4 separate regions of the Mus musculus genome follow, and all the other regions are linked to region 1. The links are chromatin contacts, called in public HiChIP or PLAC-seq and promoter capture Hi-C maps. All regions are on one chromosome and are shown on one strand. Each heading gives the region's core, a stretch centred on a gene start, on an enhancer-like site or on the middle of the called end of the contact. The rest is flanking DNA. Distances are from core to core; before and after follow the strand shown. Region 1 holds the start of Aimp2 (aminoacyl tRNA synthetase complex-interacting multifunctional protein 2). Region 2 overlaps Trrap (transformation/transcription domain-associated protein). Region 3 holds the start of Grid2ip (glutamate receptor, ionotropic, delta 2 (Grid2) interacting protein 1). Region 4 holds the start of Zfp12 (zinc finger protein 12).

Region 1 (2,700 bases), core at 15-2,514:
GAGTTCCAGGACAGCCAGGGCTACACAGAGAAACCCTGTCTCGAAAAACCAAAATAAAAAAAAAAAAGAAAGAAAGAAAATGAGATCAAACAATAGTGATAAGCATGGTAAGATAATTGTTCTGAGTTAGGCAGGCACACACTTCTAACCCCAGCACTTGGAAGCTCTTTCTCCACTGGTGGAGAAAGGGCTCAAGATTATCTTTGGCTGTAAGAATCCCAGGACAGCCTGGGCTACAAAGGCACTGTTTCTGCCCCACACTCCCATGGCCAGGAAACACGAAAAAGGACCTCAACTTACTTAGAAACTGGAGACATCCAAATTAAAACTACATTAGGATGTCTCCATTATCCTGCTGGTAACAGCTTAAACCTGTATAACCGCTTTGAAAAAGAACTTAAAAAGTGGAAGGCAAACCTGCCCACTGGGCCAGGAATTCCATTCCTATACAGGCTATTTATGTTAGCTAGTCTATAAATTCCAGCGCCCATGAGTGAGGACCGGGCAGATAAATAAGCGGGGTGTGGCCAGGAACAAGATCACTCACTATCGTTATAACAAAATCTTGTACAGTATGCCAGACAACAGAACACATACTATGTTTCCAGACCATCAAGATTATATAGCTTAAAGATAGCCTCCACAACCTAACCGCGAAAAAAACAACACATAACTACAGTAAAAGTCGGGACCTCTTGTGGAAAAGTTAAACTGGGAAGGATGGGGCACTAAACCCGTCAACCTGGGTTATGGTAACCCTGGGATCGCTCTGAAAATTCCTCCGAATGAGCATTTTTCGTGTTGTTCACTTTTCTGTGCGCCTGGAGATCGTGACAGGAACCCACAGCAGCACTCATCTAGGAGGATTTTGTCGGACCCGGCCGCAGAAGGGACCGGGACCCTAGGCAGACACAGCGCCGGCGCGCTAGACTGGACGAGGGATAGGGCAGGGTGCGGCGCGGCACGAACGGCGCCTGCGCACCAGGCAGGGGCCGCACGCTCCTACCTGCACGTGGCCCGCGTCGGTGGCGGGGCTGGTGGTCTTGCTGTGCACGTTGGGGAGCCGGTACATGCAGGTTGGAAGCTCTACATGCAGAGGTGCGCTGCCTCCATGATAGGGCTTTACCTGGTACATCGGCATGGTGGGAACCCAAGGAAGGTAGCGGGCGAGGGACAGGAACGCTCAGAAGCCACCCAAGGCCACCTCAGACAGCAGCCGCCTTCTTTCTGACTCTGCTGCTGGCGTTCCGGAAAATGAAGTCCCCGAGCTTTCATTGGCCGGGCTGGTCTAACGTCACCAACTTGACCTTTGAGTTGGCCAATCACCGGTAAAGAGGTCTTGGCATGCCTTCGCTAGCCCGCCCGGAAGGGGCGGATCATATGTCAAAAGCAACCAATGGGTGTTCCAGGAGACGCGTCTTTTCCCGAGAGCGGCAGCGCCAACTCTCCCGCGGTGACTGTGACTGGAGGAGTCCTGCATCCATGGAGCAAACCGAAGGCGTGAGGTGAGCTGGACTTGTGGTCTCCGGGCGCATTCTATAGAGTTCCCGGTATCCCGGTCTCTTGAAAGGACCGGAAGTGGCTGAGGCGCGAGGCGGGCAAGCTCGCGGACTGGACCGGGTCCTCTGTGAGGAAGCTATTTCCTCGGCATCCTCCCGCCACAGGCCGTGCACTTGAAACCCAGCACGAAAATCAGTCGCCGTAGACAAAATTCGTTTCCGCTGTTTGTTTATTTATTGAGTCTTTATTCTTGAAGACTTGGGGAGGGAGGCTTAAAGGCTCACGCTGATCTTGCAGTCAATAGGGTTTTTAACTTTTATTATATTGAGGTGCTTCTGTGCGTTTGGTGTAGTGTTCACAGGCGGCATCATAGCAGTGAAGCACATCTTCGAAGGCCAGCACAGTTACATTCGGTGACAGATTTGTAAATGCAAATTTGCTGTCTGTATTTTAACCTTGTGATTTCCCCAGAGATCCTTTGCAGTTAGAACGAGTGCAAGTGTTTGTTTTGGTTTTTTGAGGTAGTGCTTTGAACTCGGGATCCTCCTACTTCAAACACCCGAGTGCTGTGATAACCAGCGAGGTTCTGTGCAAGGTAGATTGAAGAGAAAAGAGGTTGGTTGGTTTATTTCACCAGGGTTTTTGGAAGTCTACTATATGTCAGACCATATGGAAAATACCCTAAAATTGTTACTGCAAGGATGCACCTATGTTCTGTTATACTTTTATGGGGCATTTCATAGCCGGGAAACTATTTTTATGGTGACTAAACCGTAGGGGAATTAGTGATAGTAGATTGGGACCTTGTCGTTGCTAGACTTCAAACTTCATATGATAGGCAATGAGCACCACTAAAAATTTAAACCTAAAGATTTTTTTCGACTGGATTTGTAATTGTAAAAAGAAATTGGTGGGAATCAAGCCACACCTATAATCCGAGCAGGAACAGGCTCAGCAGGAGTTCATAGTTACCTTTAACGACATAGGGAGTTTGAGGGCGCTCTGGGCTACCTTGGAACCTGTGTCAGAGTGAACAAAACTGGTGGTAGCAATCAGGGTAAACTGGAGACAAAAAGGCGATTACCCTAGGCCAGCCAGGACAGAAAGAGACTTAACCCGTTCGCTGAGTGTGGTCGTGAGGTGGGACTATCATTTGGAGGCTGAGAATGAACTCTTGTCTCAAACATGAGCTCTGAGGAC
Region 2 (2,700 bases), core at 163-2,662, 890 kb after region 1:
CGGGTAAGAGCACTGACTGCTCTTCTGAAGGTCCTGAATTTAAATCCCAGCAACCACAAGGTGGCTCACAACCACCTGTAATGAGATCTGACGCCCTCTTCTGGAGTGTCTGAAGACACTACACTACAGTGTACTTAAGTATAATAATAAATAAATAAATAAATCTTTAAAAGAAAAAAGAAAAGAAAATCCACCCTCAGGTAACTGCATAGTAACCTGGGAACATACTAAGAACGTCTTTCATAGATATTGCATAGATATGTTATGTTTCATAGATATGGCAGAGACCTCTCTACGTTCTGGCCACTACGTTCTTTAGTTTGCTTTGATGAAATATCAGCTTCATGCTGCTTGAGTGCAGGGGTGAGGTGTATGAGCCCTAGACTCCCAGGCACTCCCTGACCTGACTGCCTTCCCTCTGCCCAGCCTCACCTGCACAAGATCGTGAACAGCTCCATGGAGTTGGCGCAAACCGCCAAGGAGCCTTACAACTACTTCCTTCTGCTCCGTGCTCTCTTCCGCTCTATAGGAGGTGGCAGCCATGACCTCCTGTATCAGGAGTTTCTGCCTCTCCTTCCAAATCTCCTCCAAGGTAAGAGCAGTGGCTCGTGCATCCATCTGTCTGTCTGACTGCTGGGCTCATCCTTTCTGCCTGGCAAAGCTGATGGGAAGGGGTGGGTGCTGGGACCGCCCTCCCCCCACCATCCACCACTACCCCCTCCACCCCCACTCCCAGAGGAAAATAAATGTATTAGTTTCTGTCATCAAACCATGTTGGACTTTCCATGTAGAGGTCTTGTCTGTGTTTACTGCAGTGCTCCCTCCATACAGATGGTGTGAGTGCAAAGTAAATTTCCCAGTGTACTGGGTGGCCCTTGCCCCTGCTTAGCCTCATGTCCAGTCCTTCTCCTGGTCTTACTTAGATGTGCTCAGGCGGGTTTCCTCCACATCACCAAAAGTGCATGCTGCTTACACAAGCATAGGGTAACCTATAGGAACTCCCCCAGCCTTTGTTGTCACTGTGGAAGGGACCGTGACTGCAGTCAATAGGTCTAACCGTGGGCACAGCTGACGTTGCCTGCATCAGGGAGCTAAAGTGCCCCCACCCCTTTCCCAGGACTGAACATGCTGCAGAGCGGCCTGCATAAGCAGCACATGAAGGACCTCTTTGTAGAGCTGTGTCTCACCGTGCCAGTCCGGCTGAGCTCTCTCCTGCCCTATCTGCCCATGTTGATGGATCCCTTGGTGTCTGCCCTCAATGGGTCTCAGACATTGGTCAGCCAAGGCCTGAGGACCTTGGAGTTGTGTGTGGACAACCTGCAGCCGGATTTCCTCTATGACCACATTCAGCCTGTGCGTGCAGAGCTCATGCAGGTAAGACCGCTTTCACCTCTGCACCAGCAGGGGGCATCAGCTCCACATGCCTCTAGTTTGTCCTAGGGATCCTCTGTGCTCAGTCAGAGGCAGACTCAGTCGTGCTTGCTTGCCTGGGATGTACTAAACACGTTTAGCGCTAGTGCATGGTGAGCAGCTTTGTGGCAGTGTTGCTTCTCAGTTTAAGGGAACTTTCCCAAGCATCAGAGTCTCTGTAAGCCAGTGTGAAGGCAGATGGTGCGGAGTTGTGTAGACTCGCAGAAAGACCCTTTCTGTACCCACAGAGATTTTTTTGCTTTTATAGTAAAAGATGCAGCTCTTCAGGGAAGCAGATGGGCACCTTGCCTGCCCCAGCTCCCCTCAAGAGGAAAGGGGCAGTTAGTCAAAGGTTGTCTTAACGTCTTAGGGGTTTGTTATTAGAAGTCAGGAGTGAGGAATCGTACACTATTCACTGTGCTTTGTGCTATGCCCGTGATGGGATTGATAATCCCTGGGGGCCGGCACTTGTGCTCCTCTGTCTCACTAGCATAGGGTCACAACCAGCACTTCATGGTGGATGCTCAGTGACTCCAAAGTAGATTTCAGGAGTAGCACCTGGTCTGGAGGCAGGACTATCAGATCCTGTCTGTCCATCCTGGGGTTATTTCTTGGTCTCTGTGCACTGGAAGAAGATGGACTGGAGTCTATATAGCATGGGAGGACTGCAGAGCCTGCTCTGAGAGCCGCACTGTCAGGTCTTGAAAGCAGAGCTTGTCTTGAGCTGAGTGTGTGGGGGCCGCTCGGGGGCCGCGGAAGCAGTGTGGCTGTTGGGGCTGAGGCGGTGTTGAGCCACAGTTTGCTTTAGAACGATAACCCTCGGAGACAAAGGTTAAGGTCCTTTTTAGTTTCTAGAGGCCAGTGACCCCCAAAACAAGCGGCAGTGTTGGTGTCTCCTGACCCACGCTGAGCCTCAGTGCTGCCGTAACCCGGCAGAAGACCCTTCCTGAGGGACAGAAGACCCTTCCTGAGGGACAGAAGACCCTTCCTGAGGGACAGAAGACCCTTCCTGAGGGACAGAAGACCCTTCCTGAGGGACAGAAGACCCTTCCTGAGGGACAGAAGACCCTTCCTGAGGGGCAGGCGGGTGTTGGGAGAACATGAGGGAAACTGGGATCTTGGTTGGTGTGGAGAAATGTCCCAAGGCTTCATGTTACTTGAATATTGCTGGATTCCGACAGTGAGTGTTGTCATGGAAGTTAGGAAAGTGATTAAAACAAGGACAAGAGTGATTTTGAGACGTAGGTAATTCAAGTGAGGGGACCCAGGCAGCGAGTGCAGTGCTGTGCA
Region 3 (2,773 bases), core at 89-2,588, 550 kb before region 1:
TTCTAAGCAGTGACTCCTTGGATCTCCTTGGGAGGGCTGCTTCCCTGAAGAGTGAGTCCCTGACAGTGACTACTCTATCAGGTCTCCTCCCCTGAGCCCAGCTAGAGCCAGAATCCCTCCCCCTCCCCCTCCCCTACCCCCACCTCCCACCGCAGCCCATCAGTCACACCATCCCCCACTAGCAGAAGGGATTTGGTTCAAAGGGAAACCCTCAAGTCAGTGGCCACGGAAGGAACAAAAGCTTGAGGCCTGCGGGGCTACACAGTTAGTTCAGGAGCAGCCTGGCAGAGCCTGTTGTAGTGCCTGACACCTGTAAGCTCAGCGCTCTAGAGGCAGAGGCAGGAAGATTGCTGCGAGTTCAAGGCCAGGTTGCTTTATATACAGAAGAGAACCAAGACCATTTCTCAAAGTAAGCAAACAAACAAATCACAAAACAAACAAACAAAAAACCAGCCTGGGAGACTTAGCAAGACATTTAAAATTTAAACATTTTATGTATTTTTTTAATTTTTATTTTTTATGTATGTTTTGTGTATGTTTGCCACGAGTGAGAATATTTTTATTTTGAGGCATACTCTAAGTTACCAAGGCTGGCTTTGAACTGGAGATCCTGTTGCTTCAGCCTGACTAGTAGCTAGGATGAGAAGTGGCCCCATCAGCCTAGCCTGGCCCTGGGAAGATTCACAAAGCCTCCTGTGGTTGGTCACTGGGACCGCCCCTTCTGTTGGGGCCGCCCCTCCCACCTCCAGCGCTAAGGTTTCTAAAGCATATGGTTCATTTGGAATTGAGAGAGATTTGAGCAGATGGAAAAGAGTTAAGAAGAGGGAACCTTGGAAAACCGATGTTTCATAGAAACCAGATGATAAAGCAGGCTCTGGCCCGAGGTGTGACCTCATTCACCAAAGAGCACAAAGGGAACCCGGCCTGGCGGTGCAGGCGGGTAATTGTAGCTACTTGAGAAGCAGGAGAATCACAAGTCCACGGCTCGCCTAGATTATTGAGTTAGTTCTAGGTCAGCCTGGGCAACTTAATGAGCCTCTGCCTTGAAACAGAAAGAAAGAGGGCTGGAGATAAAACTCAAGAGGCAGATCTCATGCTTACCATCCCCCAACGAGGAGATGGGACGTTGGCTCAGAGGTAGACCCTGCTTTCAGCAAGCCGCACCCCAAAACAAAACAAAACAAAACAAGAAACCCAAATTAAGACTTCAAATGAATACCATTTGAGTTTTTCATAACAAAAGGGGAGAATTTTTCTTTATACAGTCCGGATTGGTGGTGTCATCCGAGACTACGCCCACCCTCCTCCCCCCCAACCCCCCCCCCCACCCCCCGTCTTAGTATAGACCCTGAACCACTGAGGTAGTATCCCAGCTGACCTCTGCCCTCTTCCTAAAAGCCTCACGTGTGTCTCCACCATATGATGCTTCAGTGGGATATGACACCTGTCTGTGTCCAGCAAACCTGCAGAGGGACTCAGGCCTAGGAAGGCCTCCACAGACAGAGCCGTACCAGCTTCTGTCCCTCTCTTCTCTCTCCAGCAGAACCGCCACGGCAGCAATGCCAGCCACCAATCAAGGCTGGCCCGAGGACTTCGGCTTCCAGCTGGGCGGCTCTGGCCCCTGCTTCGTGATAGAGGTGGCTGAAGGAAGCAGCGCGCACGCTGGGGGGTTGCGGCCGGGGGATCAGATCCTGGAAGTGGAGGGGCTGGCTGTGGGTGGCCTGAGCCGAGAGCGCATCGTGCGCTTGGCACGGCGCTGCCCTCGAGTGCCACCCAGCCTCGGTGTGCTCCCAGGCCCCGAGGGTGGCCCCACAGCCTTGACAGCAGCCTGGCTAACCCGGCGATTTGGCCGCAGCCTCCCGCTGAGCCGCGAACTGCTGCGTTTGGCTGGTGGTCCCAGACCAGATGCTGTGCACAGAGAGCGCAGGCGCAAGGCCCAGGAGTTCAGCTGCCAGGTAAGGCGCCCAGGGGAGGAAGGGGCTGGGCACAACCCTGTGCCGCCGCTGAGAAAAGTTTTCGTTGTTTGTTTGTCTGATTGTTTTGCTGTTTGGTTGGTTGGTTTTGGTTTTTCGAGACAGGGTTTCTCTGTGTAGCCCTGGCTGTCCTGGAACTCACTCTGTAGACCAGGCTGACCTCAAACTCAGAGATCTGCCTGCCACTGTACCCCCACCCCCACCGGCACCCCTGAGTGCTCGGTAAGCAAAATTCTTAAGGAAGATTTACAAAGCAAGTTTCTAGCCAGCATGGGCTACATAGTGAGATCCTGCCTCCAAAACAGATGATTCATAGGTGATGGATTCACTGATTGATGGTAAACAGATGATATATAAATTAATAGATGTTTGAGAGATGATAGCTAGACAGGTAAGTAGGTAGATAGCAGGCAGATAGTCAGATGATAGACAGGTCCATAGATAGATATAAACAGGTTCAACCATAAACAGGGTTTCTCTGTGTAGCCCTGGCTGTCCTGGAACGCACTTTGTAGACCAGGCTGGCCTCGAACTCAGAAATCCGCCTGCCTCTGCCTCCCGAGTGCTGGGATTAAAGGCGTGCGCCACCACACCTGACTGGCTTCTACTTCTTGACAAAGATATTTGAACTCCTAAACTTGTTCTCCACAGAAGGGAAACTCCTCAATTCTGGCCCTGAGTAGGTGTGTGTGTGTGGGGGGGTGACCATTAGGATTTGGGGGGGTCTCAGAAGCAAAACTAAAAAAGTCTACTATTCAACCACACAGAGTTCTCTATTGTGGTCCAGGCAGTCTTCCAGA
Region 4 (2,706 bases), core at 187-2,686, 670 kb before region 1:
CAGCCCCTTTTCTTAATACAAAAATTATATGAGCTTGAATGTCCTCACTGCAAGCAAGGAATTCCTTTTCTGAAAGGCCTGAGTCCCATCTGTGCAATGTAAACCTGGAGAAAAGAGTGTTCCTATCTCCCTGTCACCTGGGGAGTTTAGCCCAGGCCCCTCATTCAGAGACGTAACCCCTGCTTGCCATGGGGAAGGGAAGCTTTTGGTTTAAGAGATAGGAGCCAGCTCAGGTGGGCACCTCAGTTACCAGGTGAGGTGAGAACCTGGGAGAAGGTGCCCCATGGCAGTGCAGGCCTTCCGAGGAGGAGGGCTCACCCTTTCTCCTGAGACCATGTGTGCCCTGCAGCATCTGAGAGGGATTCGTGATGCTTCTGTCTCCTGCTGGTTGCTCAGCAGTTTATTACCTAGGGTTGGCGCTCCAAGGTGCTTGGTGCTTCTGGGAAGAAAACGTTACTCTCTGCATTGGTGCAGAGAACTTTCTGTTTTGGTAGACTTTGTTATTAGTTTTGATGCCAACGTCTTTATGAAGAATTAGACCAAGACCACTGCTGCATTAGTTCTGTAAGAAGTCGATGGAATGTTCATTGTATTGTACCATCTCTGAAAACTGTCATTGTCGCCCGGCCCCAAATGTCACCTTTCAGAGGTCAATTAACAGAGAGCTATTTTCCTTCTTTCTGTGAGTTCTTTCTGGTTCTCTTTTTAGTTTCTGTGCATTAGATGTGTGATATAGAAACCCATCATTTGTGTTTTCTCTTCCTTCCTTTTTTGCATCTGCAGCTTCTGTTGTGTCTCCATCAACTTTGGAAGCAGATAGGACAAGAGCACTTTTGCATTATTCAGGAGGGCCGGTGAAATCTGAGAGGAATTGACTGACCATAGGGTTCCACGTTTGAGCATTGTTGCCGGACTGCAAACATCAAGTTGGAGAAGTCATTTGACAAACACGTTTTTTCTCCCTTTCTATGTGTGCCTTCTGGTGCTTTTAGAACTTTTATGCATTTGTTGTATGATCTGGCAAAGCCACTGTTTTTGTCTTCTTTCTTTTAAAAGAGGTGGTAGACACTTCTTATACTTAAATGTTTGATGGAAACTTCTAGCACTTCAGTTAAACAGAGCGTGACACATTTTTTTTCCTCTCTCTTTCATCTGTTAGAATCTGCCTTTTATCTAAAAGCACCAAGCTGGGAGAGGTCTGGGTAAATGGATATAACCCCTCAAGCCATTCCTGGAGGTTCAAAGTGAGGAAAATCACGAAGGTTACTGTTGCTCTCAGCTCGGTACCCACAAGCTGCTGAAACGAGGAGGAGACTTGTGCGACGATCCCTGGAAGCCTAAGAGTTCTGGGCGGCCCCTCCCCAAAGATGAAAGGAAGACCACAGGGACCAGCCCAGTGGCACGCATGCTGCGCGTGCGCACTTCTGTTTGTGTGCATGCTCGCGCAAGCGCACGTCCGCTGCGCTGGCCTGGCTTCCTGCGGTCTGTGTCTCTACGCTCGCAGCTTTGACTTGCGCGAGCTGGAGTCGCGAGCCTGCGGGCCGAGGCCGGTGCGTCCGGGTCGGCAGCAGGCGAACGCAGCTTTGCAGGCCGGGGAGGCCGAGGGCCGGGCTGACGGGGGCAGCGAGACCCGGGCCCGGCGCGGCCTCCTAGGTGAGGCCTGAGGGTGCAGATCGCGGCCGTGAGAGGGAGGCTGGGTCCGTCTGATGGCTTGCAGGGGGGCCTGAGACCGCTTGCCGAGGCCTGAGCGATCAGCGCCTGCGCGATGCCTCGGCCCCCTCCTGTCCTCAGCGTGCGGGATCCGGGACGGTAGCAGTGGTCGTGTTGATGGCTTTGGGCTGTCTAGATGGCCCGAGGATGAGGCGTGTGGGCATAGGAGCGGTCAGTTCAGTGACCTGAGCTGTAGAGGCGCTGTCCAAACTCCTACCTCACTTGACATCCCTGCCTCCCAGGGCTTCTAAGTCTCATGATGTTACTGGGCGCCATCGGCACCCTTGCTGTGCCTGTTAGTTTTCCCGATCCTCTCCCTGCAGCATCCTGTGGTCTAGTTCAGGAAAAGTTTGTGTTTGCGTCTGTTCATAGGGGAAGACTGTGGGTCTGCGATAGTGGTGACATAACCGAGGTCACGCAGAGGGTTTGTTAGTGGGAGTGCTAAGTCCCGGGCCGACGGCGTTCCTTTTGTCATATTAAAGTCGTGGTCACAGTATCACGTAATTGTATATAAATACAGTTCCCACCAGGTTAACTTTTGTTTTCAGAGCAGCTTGTGAGTATTCTTTTGTATCCCTTAGTAAATGGCAGTTATTTAACTAGCATTTCTTGTTCATTTCTTGTTAATTCACCTCGTCAGCTGCACTCATTCATTCCCCCCAAGTCCCAACGCACAGTTGCAATTCTCCAGTCCTTTCTGACAGCCAGTGAGACCACCATCCCTCCGGTTTTCTTCTGGGAATGTTCCAGGAGGTTTGTGTGCAGGATTCCCCTCTTTCCACGCCCACTCATAATGACGTTGTTTTTCCTTCCCCAGACCCGGCTGCATTAGTCCTTCTACAGACTTTTCCTACTGCAGCGGAAGATGAATACATCCTTAGTAAGTCTGGCTTTGTTTCCGTTGTCTAGTTTGGTTTACTACACTCGAAGAGGCAAAGGAGAGATCAGACTTTAAAGGGGAAAATAGATAAAACAGAAAGAGATAAAAGAACCAGA

What was found. Promoter capture Hi-C pulls out the DNA fragments that hold promoters and counts their contacts. HiChIP or PLAC-seq counts read pairs in DNA pulled down with a chosen protein or histone mark.
Region 2: a contact with region 1 is called in a promoter capture Hi-C map of liver, with 3 times the contacts expected there. The contact joins the enhancer-like site here to the promoter of Aimp2 in region 1. A contact is called at or near these places in 7 of 39 promoter capture datasets (the C10 cell line, the HPC-7 cell line, hippocampal neurons and 3 more), 1 of 484 Hi-C or Micro-C datasets (cortical neurons) and 2 of 115 datasets of contacts at active chromatin or transcription factors (bone marrow-derived macrophages and embryonic forebrain).
Region 3: an H3K27ac HiChIP or PLAC-seq map of embryonic stem cells shows a contact between it and region 1, with 5 times the contacts expected there. The contact joins the promoter of Grid2ip here to the promoter of Aimp2 in region 1. A contact is called at or near these places in 20 of 39 promoter capture datasets (the 3T3-L1 cell line, 3T3-L1-derived adipocytes, the C10 cell line and 12 more), 1 of 15 datasets of contacts at CTCF or cohesin (the NIH/3T3 cell line), 6 of 115 datasets of contacts at active chromatin or transcription factors (bone marrow-derived macrophages, double positive thymocytes, embryonic stem cells and 2 more) and 1 of 9 other capture datasets (adipose tissue).
Region 4: an H3K4me3 HiChIP or PLAC-seq map of bone marrow-derived macrophages shows a contact between it and region 1, with 2.7 times the contacts expected there. The contact joins the promoter of Zfp12 here to the promoter of Aimp2 in region 1. A contact is called at or near these places in 1 of 39 promoter capture datasets (liver), 2 of 115 datasets of contacts at active chromatin or transcription factors (bone marrow-derived macrophages and pancreatic cancer cells) and 1 of 9 other capture datasets (adipose tissue).

The regions. Positions count from the first base shown.
Region 1 is chr5:143,908,575-143,911,274 of GRCm38.p6, forward strand. It overlaps Aimp2 (aminoacyl tRNA synthetase complex-interacting multifunctional protein 2), which reads right to left and starts at 1,265. Exons shown (of 4, transcript NM_001172146.1): 1 at 1,007-1,265. The coding sequence starts at 1,141. Pms2 (PMS1 homolog2, mismatch repair system component) reads left to right here and starts at 1,427. Exons shown (of 15, transcript NM_008886.2): 1 at 1,427-1,505. The coding sequence starts at 1,483.
Region 2 is chr5:144,793,484-144,796,183 of GRCm38.p6, forward strand. Trrap (transformation/transcription domain-associated protein) reads left to right here. Exons shown (of 71, transcript NM_001081362.2): 19 at 427-592; 20 at 1,118-1,374. Among named protein-coding and RNA genes, the nearest start is that of Gm23995, 20 kb to the left of the region's middle. Within about 2 kb of position 1,413, at least 8 of the 459 cell types and tissues checked have an H3K27ac peak or open chromatin away from gene starts, as enhancers often do.
Region 3 is chr5:143,355,992-143,358,764 of GRCm38.p6, forward strand. It overlaps Grid2ip (glutamate receptor, ionotropic, delta 2 (Grid2) interacting protein 1), which reads left to right and starts at 1,339. Exons shown (of 22, transcript NM_001159321.2): 1 at 1,339-1,955. The coding sequence starts at 1,560.
Region 4 is chr5:143,233,727-143,236,432 of GRCm38.p6, forward strand. It overlaps Zfp12 (zinc finger protein 12), which reads left to right and starts at 1,437. Exons shown (of 5, transcript NM_001289589.1): 1 at 1,437-1,653; 2 at 2,528-2,590. The coding sequence starts at 2,576. It overlaps 4930448H16Rik (RIKEN cDNA 4930448H16 gene), which reads left to right. Exons shown (of 5, transcript NR_040700.1): 5 at 784-1,022. It overlaps Gm38735 (a long non-coding RNA gene), which reads right to left and starts at 804. Exons shown (of 3, transcript XR_868668.3): 1 at 408-804.